6 separate regions of the Sus scrofa genome follow, and regions 1, 2, 3, 5 and 6 are each linked to region 4. Evidence: chromatin contacts called from public Hi-C and HiChIP or PLAC-seq data. All regions are on one chromosome and are shown on one strand. Each heading gives the region's core, a stretch centred on a gene start, on an enhancer-like site or on the middle of the called end of the contact. The rest is flanking DNA. Distances are from core to core; before and after follow the strand shown. Region 1 has its middle 77 kb from the start of RBMS1. Region 2 holds the start of RBMS1 (RNA-binding motif, single-stranded-interacting protein 1). Region 3 overlaps RBMS1 (RNA-binding motif, single-stranded-interacting protein 1). Region 4 has its middle 180 kb from the start of TANK. Region 5 overlaps RBMS1 (RNA-binding motif, single-stranded-interacting protein 1). Region 6 overlaps RBMS1 (RNA-binding motif, single-stranded-interacting protein 1).

Evidence for each region. Hi-C and Micro-C count contacts between places; a contact is called where the count stands out from the background. HiChIP or PLAC-seq counts read pairs in DNA pulled down with a chosen protein or histone mark.
Region 1: a contact with region 4 is called in a Hi-C map of embryonic fibroblasts, with 2.5 times the contacts expected there. The contact joins two enhancer-like sites. A contact is called at or near these places in 3 of 47 Hi-C or Micro-C datasets (alveolar macrophages, embryonic fibroblasts and fibroblasts) and 2 of 2 datasets of contacts at active chromatin or transcription factors (alveolar macrophages and skeletal muscle).
Region 2: a contact with region 4 is called in a Hi-C map of embryonic fibroblasts, with 3 times the contacts expected there. The contact joins the promoter of RBMS1 here to the enhancer-like site in region 4. A contact is called at or near these places in 5 of 5 promoter capture datasets (fetal liver, fetal skeletal muscle, liver and 1 more), 15 of 47 Hi-C or Micro-C datasets (alveolar macrophages, embryonic fibroblasts, fetal heart ventricle and 8 more) and 2 of 2 datasets of contacts at active chromatin or transcription factors (alveolar macrophages and skeletal muscle).
Region 3: an H3K27ac HiChIP or PLAC-seq map of alveolar macrophages shows a contact between it and region 4. The contact joins two enhancer-like sites. A contact is called at or near these places in 6 of 47 Hi-C or Micro-C datasets (embryonic fibroblasts, heart right ventricle, mesenteric adipose tissue and 2 more) and 2 of 2 datasets of contacts at active chromatin or transcription factors (alveolar macrophages and skeletal muscle).
Region 5: a contact with region 4 is called in an H3K27ac HiChIP or PLAC-seq map of alveolar macrophages. The contact joins two enhancer-like sites. A contact is called at or near these places in 3 of 47 Hi-C or Micro-C datasets (liver, omental adipose tissue and skeletal muscle) and 2 of 2 datasets of contacts at active chromatin or transcription factors (alveolar macrophages and skeletal muscle).
Region 6: an H3K27ac HiChIP or PLAC-seq map of alveolar macrophages shows a contact between it and region 4. The contact joins two enhancer-like sites. A contact is called at or near these places in 3 of 47 Hi-C or Micro-C datasets (embryonic fibroblasts, omental adipose tissue and subcutaneous adipose tissue) and 2 of 2 datasets of contacts at active chromatin or transcription factors (alveolar macrophages and skeletal muscle).

What each region holds. Positions count from the first base shown.
Region 1 is chr15:67,484,847-67,488,750 of Sscrofa11.1, forward strand. No RefSeq gene overlaps it. Among named protein-coding and RNA genes, the nearest start is that of RBMS1, 77 kb to the left of the region's middle. Within about 2 kb of position 1,980, at least 19 of the 83 cell types and tissues checked have an H3K27ac peak or open chromatin away from gene starts, as enhancers often do. A contact at or near this core is called in embryonic fibroblasts, where this site is marked.
Region 2 is chr15:67,407,548-67,411,669 of Sscrofa11.1, forward strand. It overlaps RBMS1 (RNA-binding motif, single-stranded-interacting protein 1), which reads right to left and starts at 1,880. Exons shown (of 14, transcript XM_003133427.6): 1 at 1,320-1,880. The coding sequence starts at 1,394. LOC106506256 (a long non-coding RNA gene) reads left to right here and starts at 1,693. Exons shown (of 3, transcript XR_001301448.2): 1 at 1,693-1,805.
Region 3 is chr15:67,335,007-67,339,466 of Sscrofa11.1, forward strand. All of the region lies in intron 1 of RBMS1 (RNA-binding motif, single-stranded-interacting protein 1), which reads right to left. Among named protein-coding and RNA genes, the nearest start is that of RBMS1, 72 kb to the right of the region's middle. Within about 2 kb of position 2,060, at least 11 of the 83 cell types and tissues checked have an H3K27ac peak or open chromatin away from gene starts, as enhancers often do. A contact at or near this core is called in alveolar macrophages and embryonic fibroblasts, where this site is marked.
Region 4 is chr15:67,787,342-67,791,145 of Sscrofa11.1, forward strand. No RefSeq gene overlaps it. Among named protein-coding and RNA genes, the nearest start is that of TANK, 180 kb to the right of the region's middle. Within about 2 kb of position 2,265, at least 48 of the 83 cell types and tissues checked have an H3K27ac peak or open chromatin away from gene starts, as enhancers often do. A contact at or near this core is called in alveolar macrophages, embryonic fibroblasts, fetal skeletal muscle and 6 more, where this site is marked.
Region 5 is chr15:67,291,126-67,294,968 of Sscrofa11.1, forward strand. The region is part of intron 1 of RBMS1 (RNA-binding motif, single-stranded-interacting protein 1); the gene reads right to left. Among named protein-coding and RNA genes, the nearest start is that of RBMS1, 120 kb to the right of the region's middle. Within about 2 kb of position 2,141, at least 9 of the 83 cell types and tissues checked have an H3K27ac peak or open chromatin away from gene starts, as enhancers often do. A contact at or near this core is called in alveolar macrophages and skeletal muscle, where this site is marked.
Region 6 is chr15:67,313,395-67,317,413 of Sscrofa11.1, forward strand. All of the region lies in intron 1 of RBMS1 (RNA-binding motif, single-stranded-interacting protein 1), which reads right to left. Among named protein-coding and RNA genes, the nearest start is that of RBMS1, 94 kb to the right of the region's middle. Within about 2 kb of position 2,652, at least 6 of the 83 cell types and tissues checked have an H3K27ac peak or open chromatin away from gene starts, as enhancers often do. A contact at or near this core is called in alveolar macrophages and omental adipose tissue, where this site is marked.

The DNA.
Region 1 (3,904 bases), core at 730-3,229, 300 kb before region 4:
GAGCAAGGCCAGGGATGAATCCGCATCCTCAAGGATACAAGTCGGGTTCGTTAACCACTGAGCCACAATGGGAACTCTGAAACCAAATGATCTTAAACTTAAAATATTAGTTCTCACAGATCTGAAGGATCTGGAGGCTCACAGAAGAAGCTCAAGAAGACACAGTATCTCACAGAAGACTTTAGGCAGGAGAGCCCCAGGAACAAAGACTGTGAACGCATATTTTGAGTCTTGTCTCTTCTTAGCCTCATTTTCAGCTGGGTCTCTCTATGTGGCAGAGAACATGGCCATCACTAGCTCAGAGCTGAATCATCCCGCTTTATTCAAAGTCTGTACCAACAGGGCTTCTTTCACCCAGCAGCTGAGTATTACTCTCAGGGAAAGATTATGATTGGCCTTGTTTGGGGGACTGATGGCACCCTTCTGCCCATATTTCAGGGGAAGTGGTGAAGCTCTGCCTCTGGAGGACAGGAGCTCCTCAAAGGAAAGGGAGCTGTGTTTGGAAGAAGATGGGGAATCACGCTGTGCGACAAAAACTCTGGCCGCCACTGCCCAATGTCATAGGGAGATCTTCAAACTTAACTTAGCTTCCAGTGAGGTGCCTAAATAATTCTCTCCCTAACATTCCATTTTCATTTGTGTGACATGATTTAAGCCTTGGCTTGCACTGAATGTAAACTGGAGAACACAATTCAGCAAGAAAATCTGTGCTGCCTAAGCCATACAGGGCTTTATGACTATGTGTAAATTAAAAATCACAGGTAGTGAGAATTTTCAGTACTGGTATAGGAAGATCTTCCCCAGGAAGGAGAAAACTGAAGGAGTTGGCATTAGGAGCCAAAGAAGGGCTATCTGGAACCCTGAGTAAACACTGAAAATACTCCTATTTAAGATGGTGCCTTGTGGTTGATACAGGGCACTGCTGCCTTGAAGGTGCACCTGAGCTCAGTGGATGATGTCAGAAGGCCACTCAAGTAGGAAATTGAGGATGTCTCACTTCATTCAGTGGGAAAGTGTACTTTCACTCGCTCAGGAATCAGCAAGAAGAACCAGTAAATTCCCTGCTGCCATACTGTTTTTTTTTTTTTCCTACGAGGAACAATCAGGGTCTGGAGGCAATTTAAGAAGGAGAATGAGGTGTGGGTAGGGAAGGGGAAGAGCTATTTATGAAATTATTTCACAAATCTGAATTTGTGGACAGAGTGCTGGGATTTTCTCACAGGACCACACCTTAAAAGCCTAGATCTAGGTAAAATCAAATGCAGTATTAGCAGACTGCTTACCCTAAGGGTAGGATGTTCTTTCTAAGAGCTTCTGAAAGCTTCTTTTCAAGGAAGCCCCTGTCATAAGAGAATGGGATGTTTATAGTTTTCTTCCCCCTCCTGTCCTTTCTTGTAGTAAATTCTGGCAGGTGGTAATTCACAACCATACTTTTCCATGCTTAGTTTTCTTTTATGCAGACAATGCAATGCTTGGATATGTCATGAACTTAGCAAAGAAAAAGAACCTGCCTTTTAAAAAATTCAGTACCCCAAATTTGGAACCCAGAAAATTGGAATCTATGAAGAATGCACATCTAAATCTTTAACACAGCACCTCTAGGGGGTTGGAGGGTGGGAGCAGGGTGGGGGATGTAATTCAAATACCAGCCTGGAGGAATCATTTCGATTACGAAGTGTAAGAAGAAATGTAAGAAGTTATTGTAATGAGGTCAGTTCTGGTCCTTATGTTATTAGCCGACCAGTGAGGACACAGTTGAGGTAGAACAGAAATTAATTAGAATATTATGGAGGCTTTACAATCTGAGGTATTCAGAAACTTAGCAAAACTAGGTCTGTGTTCTTAAAAAAAAAAAGATTATAGAGAGACCTTATTAAAGCACAGAAGGCTCAGCTATTTAAGATGGTGACATACATAGAGGCAGGAATGTGCAAAGAGAAGCTGAAAGGCAGCCAGGCCCTGAAGGAATTTCAGTGGAATTTCTTCACCGGAGGAGTAGTTAATAAATAGAGCAGATTTCTAAGGGCAGAAACTAGAGCAGCTACTACAAATAGAAGGGAGTGATAGGAAGTCAGAGAGGAAAATGTTGAAACAAAGAAAAACAAGCCTCTTAGCTAGCAATCCCAGCCACCTCCGAGCAAAAATGTCAGTTCCCAGACACTGAGAATATCATATCATTTAATAATCATAAAACACACCATGGAGTTGGCTTTGGGTGTTAGTTTTAGATTAATACTAGATATCATTAAGAACTGCATGTAATGCAATACTTTTTGAAAGTCTGAAAGACCATTTGCTTTGTCTTGCTGCCAACATTTCCAGTATTTTCCATTCATGGAAGGACGGAAACAAGGGCTAGAAAATCCTTTGTGCGCTGCCATGGTCCCTCCTCCTGCCTTTGATGGGGGGGCTCTTCCTTATGGTCTGATACACAAAACCTTTTCTGTGGCAGTTTTAGTACACTGAGTGCTTATGGATCTGAGGCTCTGAGTTTCATTTCTGTTCTCCTTGATCAGGTAGTTTGGCGTGACTATTAGGTCATTGTGCGCATGAGTTTTATCCTTTGACTAGTCAAACTACGACACAAAGGGAATGGATATAAGGATGTATATCTTCTGACCAGCATCTCTGTGACTTTATCAATATGCAGATTTCCTTCTGCCTCATATCTCATTTTTTTTTAAAAATCAAGATTCAATTTGACAAAAACTAACTTCAAATTTTGCCAGTTGATCTATGGGGAGGGAACTGTTACCTGTTATTCCTGTTACCAGTTCTCTTGGTGTCCATCTCATTATCCATGAAAGTAAAAGAAATGTTTACTGAAAACTTGGAGATTTTGTGACAGAAGAAGGCTGCCAGGGCACCAGCTAGATACCTTGTGAAGGGCAAAGCTGTTGGGCGTGTGGGATGATGGGAGTTACCACTCAGCAACATTTCCCAGACCATGGGTCTTACATTCACTGTGGGTATTTGTAGAAATGCAGATTCCTAGGCTTCACACTAGACCTATTAAAAAGAATTCCTGGGCTTGGAACCTGGGGATCTGGATTCTATTCAGCCACACAGGATATTCTGAGACACATGGGCCTGGAGGACTGGGACATGTGGTTGGAAGGGGCAGATGTGATGGGCTAAGGAAGCAATCTTATGGGCATTTGCTTTCATTTTAGTGCAGACCTTCTCTGAGGAGAGCAATGGCAGGGGTCATAGTGTATTCCCAGCAGCAGCAATTTGGGGGTTCCAGACAAGCAGGCAAAAGCCTGTGAGGAGTAAACTGGGGCCAAATGACAGGCAAGCAATCAGGGAGTGTGTTGGAAAGTATAAAAAAACAAATGATGATCAGAACACTGATATCCTGCGCGTATTGGAGACTGTGTGTTGCAAATCTGGCAGACGCAAGCATAAAGCAATTCACTGAAAGGCTAAGAAGGCACTTGCAGATTGAAGATAAGGTTGAAGAGTGAGATAACCCAGAGGAATTGAAGGTACAACCCTCATGTGGTTCCCTTGGCTAGGAGAGGGCCAGGCACCTTGACTTACAATCCCCCAGTCTGTATCATGGGAACGTGATTCCCATAAAGGAACTCATGGTGAAACTTACTGAGAGTAAGGATGCAAAATGGAGTGGATGTGGGTTAGTCAAAACAAATGTTGCACTCAACCCCAAAGCAAGAAAAGCAAGGAAAGCCAACTTCACTATATCACCAGCCAGCAGTCAGGGGCTCTTTAGTGAGAGGATGAGGTGGGAAAAAGGGCCAGAGGAGAATCAGGAACTTTTTGGACCAGGGATAGAAGGTGAGCTGGAGGGCACATACTTGGATATTAAGGAGAAATATGCCATGAGGGGATTCGGCTTAGGAAAGATCTAGAGGGCTGGCCCCTGCTCCTCTGCCATTGGACT
Region 2 (4,122 bases), core at 630-3,129, 380 kb before region 4:
ATGTCTGGTCTCTATGCGGACAAGTGTCCTTTTTACATGGACAGATACAGAACTAGGGTGTAAGTACCTTAACATGGACCACACACACTTTAAGAAAGAAAAGCTTATCAAGGTTCAATCAGAGATTCTTTGTACCAGGCCAGAAATGCCCTGTGTCAGCAAGCAGAGCATGATTATAACCCCTCAAAGAAAGTTCAGATACTGTGCCCATACTTGATTCTTTCGTGATCTACAAGGGCACCAGGAGTCAAGGGAGATGCTAATTGCTGAAGAAGGCTGGTAGCCAACTTATGCCCTCCTAAACCGTGGAAGAAGCTTCCAAAGCAGTGAAACCCTCACTCTTTGTGGACCCATTTTTTTTTTTTCAAATGAATTCAGGAGGAATCAAATTCTTATTGTAAAAATAGCATAGGCCCACTAACAACGTACCCAGGGTCCCTAGAAAGCCAGTCGCAATCTGTATGCAACATGTCATCTGCTGTGTCACCCAAGAGTGTGACAAGGCCACTTTTGAGAAAGCACCACTGGAAATCGATCGGTGGTAAACATATAAGGTAGTATTTTTCTAAACTAAATACGAAGTCACTTCTTTCTCTGCACCGAAATATGCCCATTGTCCGTCCTTTGCAAAAGCTACAGGGAAGATTAAAGGGACATCAATGAACGCTGAGTGAACTTTGGCCACTTTTCTACCCAAAACACCAGCGTAAAAGTAGAAATCAGTAACCAGGTGAAGTGCCACACCGCACAAAGATCAACGCGAGGGGCGGGCGCGCAGGGCCGGAGGCGGGGAGGGAAAAGTCCCGTCCCCCCCACCCCCAACCCCTCCAGCCCCAGTCACCGCGCGCGCGGGAGGCTGAGGGGCGTCCCCGGGGGCGGGAGGCTCCGCGCCACTCGGAGGGAAACCGAGAGTTGCTGCTCGCCACGCGAGGCCCAGGAGAAGGTGGTCGAAGATCCGCGCCGCCGGCGGGGCCGGGCACGGGCCCCAGGCGTCAGCGACCCAGCAGCAGACGCTCGACGAGGGGCGCCGCTCGGCTCGCGACCCTCCCCGCCTCCCAGGCCAGGAAGGGGCCGGCGGCTCTTTCCTGTCTAGTCTCTCCCCCCGCGGCTCTCTGTAACCCGATCCCCGCACTCCGCTCCGCGGGCAGCCGCCGCCCGGCGCGCAGCCTGGCTTCGCCCAGGCCAGCGCTATAGTTAGCAACCTTCCAGCAACTCCGCCGGGGGCGGCGGGGACTAGCCGCGCGCCCCTTCCGGGCCCGAGCAGCGCGCGCCCCCGGCGTCCCCTCCTCCCGGGTCCCCTGTCTCCCGCTCCCCCTTACCTTCGCTTGAAGATACTGGGGGTAATAGTAGGTGGCGTACTGAGGGTACATCTGCTGTTTCCACACTTTGCCCATGAAGCTGGAAGGGAGCCTGCCGTGCAGGGTCGCGGGCACTTTGAGGTTTCCAAGTCTCGATCTCTCCTGCCTCTCCCTTTCCGGCGGCGGCGGCGGCGGCGGCTGCCGCTGCTCCACCTCCCAGCCCGGACCAGACGTCCTCCTCCTCCTCCTTCCTCTCCTCCTCCTCCTTCTTCTCCCAGGCACAGAGAAAGACACTGCAGAGCGCAGAGGGCACCCCGGACAGGGCGCTCCCAAGGAGTTGCCTCCCGGAGCCCAACTGCTCCGGGGCTGCCAAGGACTGGCGCTCTGGCAGCGCTCCGCTCCGGCAAGCAGGCTGAGCGGGGCCAGGAGGTGATCAATACCAGTGGAAAGTGCTGCTGCGGCGGCGGCGGCGGCGGCGGCTGCGCTCGGTGCCAGGCGGCATCTGGGGTGGGTGCGCCCGATTGGGAGAGGGGAGAGGGGCTGGCGGGCCGAGGCCGTGGGGGAAGGGCGGTGGGGGCGTGGCTTGGGCGCCGTGGAGCCGGGACCGGCTGGAGGTGAGGGCTGAGTTTTAACCACTCCTCACCTCCCAGGCTCGGGGTTGGACGGGCGGAAACCTTGGGAGTCCGGATCGCTTTGTGTTGAGGGTAAAGGGTGGGGTTGGATTTGGGGGGGACACAGCTTAAGAACTGCAGAGTGGACACCTCGTTTGCTTTCATGAGTTTTTATCTCGAGAGAGAGGGGAGGTAAGGGGGAACGAGAAGGAAATCTGATTAATCTCTTACTCTCCCCCCCAATGATTTTTTTTTTCCTTTTTTTTTCACAAGGGAAGGAAAATAATTTGGTGTCCAACCACAAAGCTGGAGTCAGAATGCCTGGGTTCTGTCCCTTCCATTCCCACCCCCCCTCAGGCCACAACACTAATTTTCTAGATGACCTTGGGAGGTTTAGTGTCCTTCGGTATGGTTTTCCCAGATGTGAGAGGTGAAATCATGCCCTCTGCACCAGAGGAGGCAAAGCGGTCGGGTGCGCGCGCAAGCGCACCACACACACACACACACACACACACACACACCCACACCACCCTCACAACAAATAGACGGATCCTTCTAAGGGGGAGATGCCGCAGAGAGGCAGAACGTTATTATCAGAGGACACAATATAGACATCAGCTTTTCTCTGCCTCTTTCTAACGCTGCCAGACAGTCTGTCAACTCCCACTCAGGAGCAAGGAAACTCCCTGAGTTTGGAATATTTTAAGGCCATTTTGAAAGTCACGCTGGCATATTGTTGCAGTGTGCTTCTGTGACATATTAAAATCAATCTCTTTCTGCCTCTCTCCATCTCCTAATTGTCACAGCTCCAGACAGCCCCAGACAGCAGTGGTTCAGTTCACTACATAACTGGATATAATTTAATGGAGTTAATTGGTCCCTTAAGCTGCCTGTAGAAGACTTTTATATTCCAGCGCAACAAGAGATAATACTAAAATGTACAAATAGGATAAGTAAGAAAGCACTTTCAAATTGGAGATCTTGCACATCTAATAAAATGTAATGAAAAATTAATTTGTTATTAAATAGACCTTGATCACTTCGTTTTGTCATTTTGATTTTCTGACAGTCTGTGTTCATAGTTGCACAAAGGTAAATCAAACTGAAATGGAATGCATGATTTCGTTAAACAGTGACATTTTTATTTGATTACATTTCAAAAGGCTTAATAAGGTACTTTAAAACAATGCAATAGTGAAATGAAACCTTTATCACCTTTATATGATTTAGACAAATTTCTGGGTTATACATTGTGAAAAAACAAATTTTTGGATATGCCGGGAGGCAAATCATGTTCTCTTAAAAATAATTAAGAGTTAACCTATGTCAAATCCTACAAAGAAACAAGTATTGCTTGAGCTTCTGCTGTGTGGTGGGCCCTGCTGAGGTCAATGTCAATCTGGATGTTGGTTCAGAAGGTTCATTGTCTAGCTAGGGGAGCTAAAAATAGTTCTTTACACTGTTTCTATGTGGGACCCTTTAATGTATTTGATAAGGGAACTGATATGAACTAACCTAAGAACCTAGGAGGTCTAGGAGTGATGGTTTAGAGAAGGGACTGAAGGAGGAGAAATTAGTTAAGAACAATTTCAGGAGTTCTAGGCACGAGTTGATAAAAGAAATTACCAAACTTAGACTGTTCTACTTATTTCTGGATGATGAAAATTCAGCCTGTGTTACAAAGCCCAGAAGCACACCCACAATTATGTAGACACTTGATTTATGACTGTGTTGGTATTGCAGAGCAGTGGAGAAAGAATGAGCTTTTCAATAAATGATTCTGGGTCAATTGGCTATCCGTATGGAAAAAATGAAACTGGACCCCTGTCTCACAAAAGGGGAAGAAAAAACGTCAAGTGAATTAAAGTCCTAGATGTAAAATTAAAAAAAAAAAAAAGATGATAAAGCTGTTAGGAGACAATATAGGAAATATCTTTATAGCCTTGAGGTAAGGACAGATTTCTTTAATAAGGTGACCAAGAGTGCAAGATTGATCAATTTGACTATGTTAAAATTCAGAACACTGATTGATAAAGGAAGTGAAAAAGCAAGCCACAAAATAGTTATTTGTAGTCCATATAAATACAAAAGACTGACATACAGAATATATAAAGAACTCCCTGAAGTCAATTTTTAAAAGAAAAACTTGTTAAAATATGAGTAAAAGAATTACTGTGTATATTTTTTAGAGGAGGAAACATAATTGTCCCAAT
Region 3 (4,460 bases), core at 810-3,309, 450 kb before region 4:
CTTAAAGAAGGGAAGTACTTCTTTGCTTCTAAAGTTATTTTATTCCATCTCTCGTTCATTGTCAAGCTCTTGAAAGCACTCATCAATGGGTGTTTATACACCTTCTCTTTCCATTCTAGTTACAGACCACAGTGATTTGGCTTCTGTCCTTACCACTCACTGGCAGCTGCCTCTTGGCCCCCAGCCAACATGATTTAGTTCTGTAACTCACTTTCAGGGATGTCTACTACTCTTTTGGTTGTTCTCCTTTGCACTCATTTTCCCCTTGCTCTAGTTTCTTTTCTGTATATGAGTTCACCCATGATTAGCACTTAAGTAATCACTCAAGCAAAGGAGTCCACATCTAGAGCCATTCTTGGGATCTAGAACCGTGGTCCAAACTGCCTTGGGCCTCTGTTTCCCTGGTCAGCATTCCCTGTACTCTCTCTCTCTCTGATGTCACCAGTGAAATCTATATGCTCCCTATTATGGCCACTTGTGGTGTACTTTGTTCACATCCACTTGTGCATTTTGGTGCAATATGTAAGCTTGTGTAGAGCTAGGGGTCTAGTTCAATGCCTTGCACGCAGTCATAACTCTACAAACAAAAGTTATTTTAAATTTATTGGTGTGTGAGTGCAAGAAAGAAAGTACCATTTTCATACAATTAAGGAGAAAATTCTCCTCATACTCATGTAGCACTTTCATTATCTATTTTGTTTTGTTTTGTTTTCACACAGAAAGTCCTCAGACTCTGAAAAAGCACTTTTTCTCTAATGAGGGAAAATACTCTCAAATGCCTTTGGGAATGTTGATCATTTCCAAAGTGCAGGAGGAATAAAAGCCCCATTAACTGGCAACTTTGGATATTCATGCTCTAAAAGGAAAAGCACAGCAACTGCATCCTAAACTGCTCTTCAGGTTCTTCTTCAACTCAATTTTCAGATGAAAACTTTTAAACAAAAAACTTAATTACACATTTGGGTCTAATTATGCCTACCAGCTATTCATAAACTATTATATAAATGGCAAAATCTAGGAAAGATTTTACAAAATGAACTTCAGAACCTCGATTTATTAAAAAAAAAAAAAGCAAAAGCAAAAGCAAGCAAAGGAATAAAGAATTGAGAACTCTGTCCTGGTGTTTATTTTTATACCCTGAGCAACCAAAAGCTTTGGAAGGTAGAGGATTTAAAAACAAACAAAGGGGATGAAACAAACAAAAAGATCTGAAGGCCAGGAGTTCCTGTTGTGGCTCAGCAGAAATGAATCTGACTAGTATCCATGAGGGTGCAGGTTCGATCCCTGGCCTTGCTCAGTGGCTTAAAGATCCGGTGTTGCTGTGAGCTATGGTGTAGATAGCAGATGCGGCTCAGATCTGGCATTGCTGTGGCTGTGGTGTAGGCCAGCAGCTGAAGCTCTGATTCAACTCCTAGTCTGGGAACTTCCACACGCCTTAGGGTGTGGCCCTAAAAAGACAAAAAAAAAAAAAAAAAAAAAAAAAAAATCTGAAGGCCAAAAGAAAAGCAGTCTTCGGGACTACATTAAAGACCGATTATCAGTTCTTGGGTGGAATATGGTCAAGAAAATGACTGCTTCGTTTCTTGGCATCGGAAGTTAAATTATCTCCATTCATGATAGTACATACAGCTGCTTAAATGGGCAGAATGAAGTGGAAGATTTTAAAGGCACTTCTATCTTTTAGTGGAATAGTCTATAGCCTCAAGTTTAAACATACACTTCTTCAATGCCTGTGTAAACAAATAATTTCTTCCTACTACTACAGTGAATTCTTTTTGACCCAAAAAGAGATGATCAGGTCTCTTAAATTTCTCAAAATATCTTTTCTCTTTCAGTTGCCTTTTAGTTCTTTTATATCTTATTATCTCCTTAAAAGGTAAGATTAAAAAGGAAGACAACAGTAATTCCTTTAACAATATTCCTCATCTATTCATTCAACCAAAATCTACAGGGAGTCTTCTATCGTCAAACCATTGGGTGCTGTGCAGAGAGGGAGGCCATGAGGCAGCTGAGGGGCCATGACTAAGTTGAAGTTGGGAGGAAGCAGAAACAATGAGACAAAGGAGTCATCACTTGTAATAGTGACTCATGGGGCAAGGATTTTCAACATTAAGACTCGGGAGTGGAGGAATGAGCTGCCAGGAGATACCAAGAAGTAAAGTGGCAAGACTCAGAAACCATTTAAACAAAGAACAACTGGGAAGCAGAAATGATGGAAGCTCAAGATGGAAAATTCAAAATTACTGCTCTTTCATTTGTGCCTTGAACCGAAAACAATCACCCAGGTGGCCTCCACAAGGCCATGACCACTACAGTCCTGCAGATCTGGAAGCTTGGTAAGGAAACTTTAATGGGTTCTCTTGAGGTCTAGTCTCATAATGGAGATTCTGATTCCTTTATATAGTCTTAGAACAATCCCACCCCCACTAATTAACACAAACGGTAGTGTGTCTCTATTACTTGGAATCAAAAGCATATTGCTTAAATAAATACTAACACAGTTGTATAAGAAACTGCTTCTTGAACATAAGCACTTAACAACAGCAAGTCATTTCAAGAGGGAAATAATCTGATGTCGGGCAATACCACCTGCTTATTCAAATTACTAAATTATTTCCATTTCTTTCAAATAATTCATTATTAACAAAATTGCCCTAATTGTACCTACATGATCAGCCAGCACTATACTCATCTTTCTCATCATCCTAATTAAAGTGTTACAACTTTCTGTATATGAGACAAGCGAACTTCTCATATACATACTGAGCTGTCTCAAATTCTTGAAAAGGAACAAGATATAGGCTCCTCTCCCCACAAAAAACCACATAAAAATGAAACTATCCACCATTAAATTTAAAATAATGTCCTCAAAGCTTATTTCAATGTCTCTAAAATAAACTATTATTCATTATATAAGATGTTATTTGTTGCAAATTCTAAAAAGTGTATATATGATGTATCCACTAAGTAAGTTTTATTAGAGATTCTAGTTTGGTTTTCAAGTGTGTATGTTTTAAATCAAAGGAAGCATTTTTTTGGGCTATTAGAAGTCAACAGATTTTTTGATAAGATGGTCTTAAGGGTTGTGTTATATTTTAGGAGTGAGCACTTCCTGCCCAGATTTGTGCTGCTGCCCCATTCCTGGTGACTTTTAAACAATCTAGGGTCACAGTGGCCTCTCTTTAATTAGTATCTCACTGGAGGGAAGGGAGCATGTCAAGAAGACAAGAATGCATGGAGACATTATAAACAAAGGTCTTCAAAGACAACTTAAGAGATTTGTCAAGAAATCAAAAAAGCCTAGCTCCTTCTTTGCTACCAAAGTAAAGCAGGAAATGGTTTTGATTTTGACAAATTGAGAAGGCTGTAATTTTTATGTATGGTTATGTGTTAATTATGGCTTAATGCGTTAGATTTTTTTATTTCAATTTGATAGTTTTGACTGAAAACTATGCACTCATTGTTTAGACAACAAAAGAGTGATCCATAAAGAAAAGTGATTCAGTAAAAACTTTTCCATCTAAAGTATGATTCTATTAAGGTTTAACAATAGCCAAGTTATACTGATACAGTATTTTCTTTAAAATAAAGTACAATACCTAGGAGAGAAAAAGTCAGTAATACCTACCTAAGAAATATTTTTTAAATAGATATTAAATAGCTAAAATTGTACCTCATACATATGTGTGTAGATATACACACATATACATATGTATATGTAATCAACTTATGAGGCCAGGAACAAAAATTCTATTTCAGTTAGGTTCACTACAGTAAATGGATGAATGACCGAATATAAAAAGTTGGAAAAAAATTTGCCTGAAACTCAAGAATGACACAATAATTTTAAATTCCCGAGAAGGCCCCAATATATATATAAACACATGTAGGTATGTTTATATATGTATGAATGTGTCTAGGTAGATAAAGACATAGATTCCATATAAGTACAATTCCAGAAGGGAATTATATTTTCAGAATACCAAAGAGCACAATTCTGGAAAATTAAGATGGTTTTGCATATGAATAAGCAATGCTTTTAGATCAGTAAATCCTCAGTTCAAAGCACTGACACTGATTAACGGTTTCTGCTGTGTATTATTTACAAGAAATCACCTCAGCAGGGTGCCTATGTCCAGTTTCATAATCACATAGTACACCCACCCCACAGGATTATGTCCCCGGCAAGTTTGCGTGTTAAGTTGAATTTCATTCTCTTCAGGAAGTGACTTTTACTCAAGATTGAATACAGCTGTTAGTACAGACCACTGTTCCAAAAACACTTCTATGAGAACTGGATGAAAACACCATTTTAAGAATTGCAAATTCACTTTCATTATTCCAAATCTGTGCAACGACATGGGAGGGGATTTTTTGGTCTCTGTTTTTTCGTTAATTTGGGTTTTTATAAATATTCAAGAGAAAACATGTGGGACAGTTAAAAGATGGCTATAAGACTT
Region 4 (3,804 bases), core at 1,015-3,514:
TAAGGATCCGGTGTTGCCATGAGCTGTGGTGTAGGTTTCAGACGTGACTGGGGTCCTACTTTGCTGTGGTTGTGGTGTAGGCTGGTGGTTATAGCTCCGATTGGACCCCTAGCCTGGGAACCTCCATATGCCATAAGTACAGGCCTAAAACGCAAAAAAAAAAAAAAAAAAAAAAGAAAGGAAAGGAAAAGAATTTTCCAGGCTTTGAGAAGAAACGGAATAATAGATTGGGGGGGGGGAGTGATGTGAAAGAAAGGTCCTGGAAGAAAGCATTTGACCCAAAGAGACCTCAAAAACAAGAGTTGACCAAGTTCAAGAGCCTTGTTCAATAGTCCCTTCTAAGGACGGACTATCCTGTCCTTCCCTGGCAACTAGTGAGGGCTTCTCCTCCACAGCATTCAGCACTCTGGCCATTGACTCACTTGAACTCACCTTTCCAAGTTGCATGTAGATGTCTCCATAGCCTGTTGGTTTTTAAACTTCATTGTGTATCAGAATCACATAGAGGGTTTGTTAAAACTCAAATGCTCAGGCTTCACCCTCAGAGTTTCTGATGAAACTGTTTCTGGGATAGGACCTAGAATTTGCCTTTCTGACATGTTCTCAAGGGTTGCTGATGCTGCAGGTCCAAGGCTGACACTTTGAGAATGACTGTCCTAGGCAATGTTGTAAGACCTTCAGAAGCATAGAGAAGGGAAATAGGATGCCATACATCCAGATTTTAATGACAAACATGAAAGAGAAGGTCCTTATATTTGAACTGGGAGGGGGTTAAACAGAACCAGCTTGAGATGTCCTCTGGACATGGGCAATGGTACAAAACACTGAGGAAAAAAAAACGGTTTGAAAATTATGGTGTGTTTTATCCCGGGGTGTCTAAAACTACAGTTCCAACTGGGTATACTTGGTCTCCCTAGTTGTTTTTGTTTTGGCTTGGTTTGATTTTTTTCTTTTTTCAGCAGCACCCATGGCATACAGAAGTTCCCTGACCTATGATGGAATCCAAGTCCTTAACCACTAGGCCACCAGGGAACTCCTCCATAGTTTTATTAGCAAGTCTCTGCCCTAGAAATTTTCTGAATAGATCACACTGGGAAAAGACATCTTGAGTCATTTAGGTGTGCTGTTCCACCTTGGGGAACATGTTGATTCCCCAACCAAATGGCATACATGTTCACTGAAGGTCTGGCTTTTTTACAACTGTGTCACATTTAGCAGAAGGAAAATACTCCTGAGACCTAGTCTCCCCTTCTCTGACATCCTTAAATGGGTATCAAATATGTCTAATTCTAACTTGAGAGTTTGATGTCTATGCTATGTCATCATCTATAAATCAAAATACAAGGCAACAATTGATTGTACAGGTTCTAAGTTTAGGAGGCTTGACTTTGAATCTCAGCAATTTTATTTTCAAGTTGCATGACCTAGCACATTTACTAACCTCCCTGTCTCTCAGCTTCCACATGTTAAAAAAAAAAATTGAGTATAGTGTCTGCCTCACACCATTCTGGTAAAGATTAAATGAAAAGTTGCTAAAGCATTTGGCAAGGGTCTGACTTGTGGCACATAAATATTGCTGGCTCTTCTTTATAACAGCACTTAACATAATGCCTTTCACATAATTACATCTTTAATAAATGTTTTCTGGGGAGTAGAATTGTCACCAAATTTTGAAAGTCTCAAAAAGTAAGTAGGATATATCTACACACTCTCATCCTCTTCTCTTTCTGTGCCCATACCTTAACAATGACAGGAGCCAGAAATTTATACTGCCCGGGGCCTGAGCATGTGTCCCTCTAAACCCCTGTTCCAGATCCTGCTAACGAAATTTAAAGAATGTGACAGCAGGCCTCCGTTGTTGAGAAGAGGAAAACAGCAGTGGCAAGCTCCCAGAGATGTGGTCCCAGTAGGCATTCAAAACCTCTGGTATTCTTAGTTCCCACTTATCTGCTTATCTTGGGTTGAGCCTTTGTTGGGATTTAAAAAAAAAAAAAAAAATTTTTTTTTTAAAGCCAAGCGGCCTTGTGAAAACCAGCTTCTCAGTAAACTGTATAGGCACTTCCTGGTTACCCGTGATATGGGAATAACCTTTAAACTAGTTCCATTTCTGATCCTGGCTGGAAACAGGAAATGCATGGGGTACAGCTTTAAACAAAAACAAAAGGAGCAAAAGATAAACCAAATTATCCCAGGGTTCAGAAGAGGTTTATGCTAAGTGTTAGAAGGTTCAGATTTAGCGAATCCTCCCCCAGTTCGCCCATTCCAGAAATTCCTTTTGAGGGGTGGAGGCGGGGAGTGAAGGGTTGTGCTAAATTGCACAGCACTGCCATCTTCAGGGCCAATGGGGAAAATTTCTCAGGGTCATTCAGATAAATCATCCTCCCAAACGCTTCATTTAAATATAATCAGATGGTTAAAAATTTGACAACAGACAGACTGAAACAGATTTTTCTACTGTTTCCAATGTTTGAAAAGTCAGTAGACACAGTTTTTTGTGGTGTACGCACATTTAAAAAAATATTTGCTGATTGAAAAGCCATTTACAATAAATAGGAAAGTTTAAATAGCTCATACTGCATTGCCAAATGATGGGAGTAACACAGACATAAACATATTGTTCTAGAAAAAAAAATTCCTTAAAAAGAAAAGTATGAATCAAATGATTTCGAAGTGCTGTTGGAACAGATGGTGTGATTAACAACTAGCATGTAAGCCATCTCAGGAGCTTACAGAGAAGTAAACAAATGCAAGGGGAAAAATCATTTTATTCCCCCAAAGAGTGTTTAGTTCATTTCATTAGGAAAATTCAAAAGCCTGCAATTTGAAAGTTGGATAATCCTAAGGGATATTGGAAATAAGAAGTGAAGGGAGTCTTTTGGAACAAGACCACATCAAGACAAATGCTGATGCTCCACGCATGGCCAAGGATGGGGGAGAAGCTTAGGCTGTCGTTGTCATTCAAAATGCTGGAGGCAGGTGGTGCCATGCAGAGCACACTGGCCTTGAATTGAGAGGGCCAGGTTCTCATCCTGGCTTCTAGCACCACCTGCCTCTGACCTTGGGTCCATCCTTGATCTCTTCGGACCTCAGTTTCTTTGTTTGGAAAATAAGAGTGAGAACCAGATGAGCTATACAGCTGTGCTAGAAAACGTTAATGTGCACCTGGGGATCTCATTAAAATGCAGATTTTAACTCTTAGGCTCAGGGTAGGGTCTGAGTCTGAATTCCTTACCGGCTCCCAGGTAATGCTGACACTGCTGATCCACAGACCACATGTTTACTACCAGGGTTCCAAAATCCCTTACAGTGATGGTACTCACATCTTCTGATATACTAGGTTTGACTGAGAGCAAGGTGAAGAAGACCACGTGTCTACCTGCCAGATAGAATGACTCAGAAATGTGTATGGATACAAGAGCATAACGAACTTACCAAATGTTGAATTGATTTTAAAAGCAACTCAAGTATTTCTTTATATTACATAATAAAGAGCTCGAATTAACTCTTTGGGCAAGTGGTATGAGAGAATCTTGGGAATTCAATGCGGAGACCAAACATATGGGGATGAGATGAAGGGAAGCTGGGAGACTGAGAATCAACCAGCATCCACATGGAATATTCAAGACCAATCCTGAGACCTCACGTTTTAAAGCTTCTGCTCTATGAAAGACACTGTTGAGAGAATGAGAAAACGGGAGAAATATTCTCAAATCACATATCTGACAAAGACTTGTATCCAGAATATGTAAAGGATTATCAGAACTCAAAAGTAAGAAAACAACCCAATTTTTTAATGGGCAAAAG
Region 5 (3,843 bases), core at 891-3,390, 500 kb before region 4:
AGCAGACAGATGTCATGGACATTATCAAGGAAATAATATAATATCAAGCATGGCGTGAACTCAAGTACATAATGGCCCTGTGTACTACCCTAATTCCATATACTGGTTCCTCTCTGAAAAGTTTCAAGATGTAAAAGAAATTTAATAATTTAAGGGAATTATGGGATGGTGGGGGGGAGCATCTAAATGGGCCCACTTCACTGCTGTCAGGACATTTCTGTTTGTTTCCTTTTCAACATCTGAGTGGCTCAAAGGGAGCTAAGAATAATGGCTGAGAAAGATAAAGCTCCTGGCACAGGGAGCTGGGAAAGTACAGCTGAGAAGTGGGAGGTGATTAGTGAGAGATGAGAAGTCATCCAGGAAGCAGATGTTGTTCCGGGTAGACCAGGAGGCGACAGGACAGCACCTACGTGAACCAAGAACAATAGTGCCCCTTCACACATGCAGGTTCTTACTCAGCCATCATGTGGGAAGGAGGACAAATGGGCAAATATCAGTTAAATCCCACGAAAGGCCAGGATATCAAAGCTTAAAATCACAGAGCTTGTTAGTTAATGAACTGATTTCATACCATCACTGTCTCTTGTTTGAATACAAACTTGGTAGCTTCTAAAACTATGATATTGAGCAGCAGATTATCTAATATGTTTTGCTGGATTATGTCTGTCAAAGCAGAGAGGTCCATGTTGTTAGCTTAGCTATTCAAATAAAATTTAAAAATGAAAATTCTTAAGATTTCATAATTCATATTCTCTAAGATACCTATTCAAGCTGACCCTTGTGTGTAAAGTTGAGATCTCTACATAGAAATCGCTTTACCTGAGTCCATTAATAAAGCATCATTTTCTTAGGCTTCAGATAAAAAAACAAACAAACAAATTTAGGACTTACACAGAAATTTTAAAATGTACCATTCTGGTGAATGATGTGGATAATGGAGGAAACTAATGCATGTGGGGGGGCAGGAGGATATGGGAAATTTCTGTATTTCCCATTCCCAGGCCAGGGATCGAACCCAAGCCACAGCAGTGACCTGAGCTGCGAGAGTGATGTCAGATTCTTAACCCACTGCACCACAGGGGAACTCTTCCCTCTCAGTTTTGTTGTAAACCTAAAACTACTCTTAAAAGAAAAAAAAAAATCTTTAAAAAACAAAAAGAACATGAAGATAATGGACTGAAAGCATTAAATATAAGTTATTCACCAGAAAACTGGAAGGCAAGAATGTGAGGGGCTTAAGACAATAAATGGGTTCAAAACTTCCTCACCAGAAAGCACATTTATTAGGAAGGAAAAGCTTTTAGCAGTGGGCTCCTGGCCTTAGCTGCGCTTAATTGCATCACATATCATGGTGTGGTAGGGCATGGTTTCTAAAAATAATAAGAGTTCAACGAAGGGAAGGAAGATCAGGGATGAAAGAGCCTGGGACAGAACTTCACAGAGGGGGCAGATGGCTGAGTGAGCTGAATATTAATGGCAAACCATTAAAAACAGAGGAAGGGCAGTCCTGAAAGGGGTGGGTGTGGGGAAGAGAAGAGCCAGCAAAGATACGGGGGGGGGGGGGGGGGGATCATTCTGCATGAAAACCGGGGAAAAGACCAATCTTGGTTGGCTCAAAGGGTATGCTAGGACAAGCTGATATTTGGGGAGGGGAAGGGTCAGGGGGATAACACTAGAAATGTAGTAGGGTCACCCAGAAATTGATACAGAATATGGATATGATGTGACACATGATGGTCTGAGTCATAGTGAGAAAGAAAAAAAATCAAGTGACAAATGAAGAAAACAGTGTGTGGGGGACATAAATCTTAGGAACTTTTTCCCCCTCCTCTCCATGAAAAGGCATATAGAAAAGAAAAATGACTGAATGGAAAAATCTGAATATCTGGATTCCAATCTCGCCATGGCCAGTAACGGGAGCAGCATCTCTGGGCAGCACAATTCCTTACCTGGGAAGTGAGTGAGTTAGATTGGGTGATTTCTAAACACCCTTCCATTTCCAAAGTCTAAGGCTGGGGAATGCTTCTTGCTGTCTCCAGCTAAGGCCGATCAAGACAGAATGCAGCCAGGTCCCTAGATACTACTATCTACCAACCAACAGCCAGAGAAATGGAGCAGGAGGTTGGAAGGGCAGACCCAAGAAGGAAGACTTCCCTGACGCCACTACGCACACAGCTGGCGGACAGGAAGGGTGTGCACTGTGCTCCTGACTGCCTACACCACTCAGGCCAAGCACAGATTCCCTGTTTAATCACAGATGCTTATGAGGAAGTACTATGAGTTCAGAAGCTATCCTAAAATTACAACTAAAGCTTATCGGAAGGAAATTAAACAAAACAAAACAAAACAAAACTTTTAAAGACAGTATTCAAGGTTCCAGAGTGGTCTTCAGATGAAAATTTTATAGCTGAAATCACCTTAATAACTTTGACCTATTGAGACTTTCTGTTGGTTAATAGCCTGGCATCCTTTTGTTTCAAGGTGTGGGGTGATCAGTATAGAAAGATGCATTTCACATTCTATAATTTCATACATATACACCATGCAATAGCTCCAAAACCACCTTTAAAGAAAGTTCATAACAACTAGTTATTGCAACATGGTCAACCAAAAATTCCCGTCCAACTTCAGGTATGAGAGTAATTACTCTCCTGGATTCTGAATGCAGGTGGAGTGTTTTTCTCCCCCTTCTGGGTCTCAAATGAGTAATTTCCAAATTCACACCCCATGTTGTTCCTCAACACAGAGCACAGAGAGCCCTGTGAAGGGAAAAGAACAAACTCTTCCTTTTTACTCAAAATAGATTGAAAAAAGGAAACTTCCTAAGAGAAATGCAGTGTTATCTTTATCATGACAGCTCAGAACACCTCCGCAAAGCCCTGAATTTCCTGTCTCACCCCAGTGGAGCTAGGACGCCAGTGCGGACAACTTCCTTCCAGCTGTTTCTAAAAGGCCATGTACAGTACAGTTGGTATCTTCTAGCATTTCTTGTAACTAAAGAATTATCGCTGAGATTGCAAAGTCCTCAGGATGGAAATTACCTATTTAAAAATACACTTTCTTCACACTAAACAATACTTCCTGAAAGTATTGTAAAGTGATTAACTAAACATAAAAGTTAGAAAAATTATATGAGCCAGCTTACCCCAAAAAACCCCAAATGAATTTATTCAAGTTAAATTTTTTTTTTCCAAGATGCAAAGGGACATGTGAATCAGCCTGCAGTATTATGGGTTTTGCAAATTAGCCCCTGGAGAAAAATGCATTATCTGTCCTTTCAGGAAACTGAATGAGTATTTGAAATCTTCCCATACAATAATAATGCAAAAAATTAGATCTTATCTGACAGGGTTGTGATTTGTTTCCAGCCAAAGTAAAACATCGGCAACAGGAAAAATTTCGGAATTAATACAACTCAAAAAATTTTATGATTACATTTACTTCTTTTCATGATCACTTCTCGGCCTTTTGGCTAAGATCCAGTGTATTTCTTTTCATGGTAAAATGCGGCAGTTTTCGTCTGATGCAATACGGATAATTACTGTAGGACAGCTCTTCATTATGCATCTCTGTGTATGTATCTCTCCATAACTGTCTGTGAGGAAACAGAATGGAGTAAGCAGAGGGCTGTCTCTGAGACAGAGGGTCTTTGGCTGCAAAGCACAGCAGCCTCCTTTTTTCTTTTTTGCCTGGGAGCCACATAGAATTTAACTTTTTGCCTGAGACTGAAACCCTGTATATATATTATAGGCACAGACATATAAAGCGGAAACAAAAATTTTGTGAAGCAGTTATTTTCCCTTATCGTATGCAATGTATTCTGAGAGTATCTTTTCTCATCTA
Region 6 (4,019 bases), core at 1,402-3,901, 470 kb before region 4:
CTACACAGCATGATGCATCAACTAACAAAGAAAGACAGGAACAAGGTAACACCATTTTCTTTTTCTCTCTCTTTCCCCTCCCTCCCTTTTTCTCTTTCAGACACGCCCCCCCCACCTCTTCCTTCCTCCCTTTAGCACTCTCTCCTCTTTTCACTCCGCAGTTGGGCAGCCTCAACAGAGCACACCTAAAACTCCCCTGATATACTGAAAATCCCCCTGGGTTACACAGTAACAACAGCTTTTGAAGTGCAGACATTATCTGTACTGTTTCTTACAGAGACTTCCACTGTTCCATTATAAATTACAGCTGCCTGTAAGGAAGCCACACCTCTCGCCCCACTGCCCTTTCAAAAAGCTACACTGAAAAGGAAGTGTGTGATGGAGACAATCGTAAGTATTTATAATAAATAAAATAACCCCAAAGGATTATGACATGAGTAGTAGAACAGTCTCAGTTTTTCACGTTTAATACAGAAATTATATATGGTTGAATTTGTCGGCAAAACAGCTGTATTTAAATGCAGCTATAGGTCAAATGACAACAGAGAAAACAGCAGGAATGCCTCAATATTTAGAATAACTACTTTCCTGAAAAGTAACCTAACATATGAAATTCCATAGATATTTTCTCCTTATTACTGACTCATAGAAATTGGTGTCCTAAAAAATGTTTTTTAGAAAGTACAGAATTTCTGCTTAGTATATATAAAATAGGGAAAGACTAAGTTCATAAATATAAAAATTATTTGTGAGAAATAGGTGATTTCCAAAAACGTGACACAGGAATTTGCAATAAAAATAAGAACAGAAATGCATAAAAAATAGGAAAGGATCATATCCTAAAGCTCCAGCACAGAAACAAGGAGCACTTACATGCGATGCTGAAATTCTCAATAATATGAGAATAGGGATTTCACAGCAATTTTTAAATATTAAAAATAAATAAAAATACAATTTTCTACTTTTTTTTTCACTTTATATTTTTTCTTTATAACCAAAGGACTGTATGGTCATGTGGGGAGCAAGGGGTCCTGGAAGGCTGAAAAATTAATATAAAGAGAATAAGGAAAAATAAGTTAGTCATGATTCCACCCACCAAGAGACGAAAACACTTGTTAACATTTTGGCATATTTCCTTCCAGTCTTTTTTTTTTTTTTTAAATGCATTTTTGAGGCTGTCTTCGTAGGCACAATTAACAAATACAAATACAAGTTTCCCTAGTTTGCATTACATTTTTTTTTGTAAGTCCATATGTTTAAATGAATAATGTGGAGCCAAAATACATTTCTATTTATTAGAGCACTACTACGTTTAACACCAGGTTTTGTTGTGGCTGCTGCCATTTAATAAGTGTTAAATAACAACAGCTATATTGATTCATTATTTTACTACAGAATTTAGTTTGCTCCCTTTAATTTTTTTACCTTGTCCTAACTCCATGAAAAGCTTGCTTCTTTCCTCATGGTATGCCTATCCTATTTTTAAAATTTACCAAGCTTTTAGAATGTATTAAGTGAAGAATTCTCTACAGATGCGAGTTTAAAAACAAACACCCACCAAACACCTACAGATGTCCAAGAAGGGAAAAAAATGTTTATTTTTCTGAGAAAGGCAAAGACAGCATCTCCGAAAATCAAATGTACAAACAAGACAAAGGAAAGAATTCAGGAAATCATCATGCATATACTAATAATCAAATCTGTCCATTTTCAAACAAATTAAAAGGTAGGATTTTTTCATCAATAAGAGTGATAAATGCTCTTTTTTCCCTACTCCAATCATTATAGAGAGTTGAAAGGCTTTCTTTTCCTCAAAGAGAAAGCAAACTCTGCTAACAACAGTAAACACAGGAACAACCGTTTTAAAATATGATGTGATGCTCTTTTCTACTTCTTTTGGATTTTTAAATTTTTTTAATGTGGTTGAGAGCCTCATTTTCAAGCTCCAGATCCTTACCCTTTTGGAGGCTGCCCCCACCTTCTAAACAAAGTCCATTCTTAGAGGCTGTGTCAAGGTCTCCCAGGATCACACAGAGCCTCCCAGGACCACCCGCTGTTGCCTGCTCTGTAGGGACATTAATAATAATAACACCTTAGAAGGATTAACAACAACAACCCTGTGGAGTGGCCACTATTATCTTTATTTAACAGAAACCCGAGGCTTTGGGAGGTTAAGTGAAAGAGCAAGCAAGTGACAGAGTCAGGACTTAAGCCAGGGTTGTTCAATTAGGTTGAGTGGTGGTTAAAGAAGTTAAAATGTGAAATCTGCACTACCAGGGCTCAAGGAATATGCTAGGAGGCAAGATTTTAAGAGGAAAATATGGGAATAATATGGTTTACAATTATGATGTCTTGTATAACTTGTTTGAAAAAGTGAGTTGGGTTCCCCAGAGATACAGGTGCTGGATTTAGCAAATAAAAACACAGGGTACTACACGATATTTGGGACATACTTATACTAGAACAGTATTTGTTGTTTTTCTGAAATTCTCATTTAACTTGGTGTCCCGTGTGCTGTGTGACAACCCTAGGGCAAAGGCCTTTATGAAACAAACAAAAAAACACTAATAAATTACAGAGCTACACTTCCCAAAGCTGAAATCTGGGCTGTTCTGTGAACCACATGTCTTTGGGAGGCCAAGTAAAGGGAAGTGTGGTGGGACTACAGCTGCTCTTGACCGGGCTTCCTTCTTTTTTTCCTGGTAGCAGACATAGCCCTTGACTCCAGAGACCTAGCTTTCACCAACCTGGCCATTTAAATTCACCGCTTCAAAGTACCTGACCCTTTTCTACTTTATATGAATGCTGGGAAGATTAAATATAGCTGAGGTTGGGAGGGGATAGCATATATATGTGTGTGTGTGTGTATATATATATGTGTGTATGTATATATATACATACACACATATCTTAAAAAATTTATTTATGGGCAGAGTGCTTTGGAAATGTATTCTCAGAAATTTGGATAAGGCAGACTCCCCTCCCACCACCTAGAACGGGCTTGAAAAGTATTACCAATATATGGCGAGCCCAGCTGACTGCAGTCTCTGTAAGGAAGGAAAGAACAACGGGAAATGTGTTCAAAACATGAAATGAACTATGGAAAATGTAGGGAGATGCCAAAAGGGATGCGTTGCAGAGAAACTGGATGATCACTGCTGGTGAATTTCATACTTTCCAAGTGCCAGTGGATACCTATTTCAGTCCTACTGAATTACAAACACATTGACAGAACCTACTATAGAAACAGGGCAAGACCTTTGTATGTATACCCATGTAATGTTCTGCTCATTTCCCGATCTGTGGCTTGAAAAGGTTTACCTTCTTTAAGAAAAAAAAAAAAAAAAATCAACAAATTGGGCCTGGGCTCAGACAGTGTTCTTTGAAACATTTCTCGGAACAACTTTAATCCTCAAACTTTAACAAAACCCAATCTACTACACAAAAATTGCTGTGAAAAGAAACTGCTTGGAGGGGATTAATCAACAGCTTTGTATGTCATCCTCTAACAAGGCCAAACACTGAATCACTGTTGAATTCTTCACGTGCAGCTACACCCAGTTAATCTTCAAGAAAGCAGCAAACTATGTAAATGTATTTAAACTGAGGAGATAAGTACTTCACTCATCAAAAGTTAGCAACACTGAACAAACATAGCTATAGGGTGGTAAGATCATTTGTAAAGAAATGAAACACACACACACGAAAATTCCGGTACTCACACCCCTACCCTAAAGACCCCACTGAAAACCACCAGGCAAAAAAGGACTTGCTACACGCCTCAATTTGTAAACACCAAAGTATATGACTTATGTCAATTACTTCAAGAAAGCAATTCCCAAATGACGTAAGGAATTGGAGGGGAAAGCAGCTAATAAAAGAATTCAAAATAAGATGAAAATATATACTGTCTCTATTTAAAGGCTTTTCAGCACAAAGCACTTTTTCTTTTGAAACACACTAAAGTATTTTCAAAACTATAAAAGTCTTGATAAATTGGTTTTTATTTTGGTTGTGGG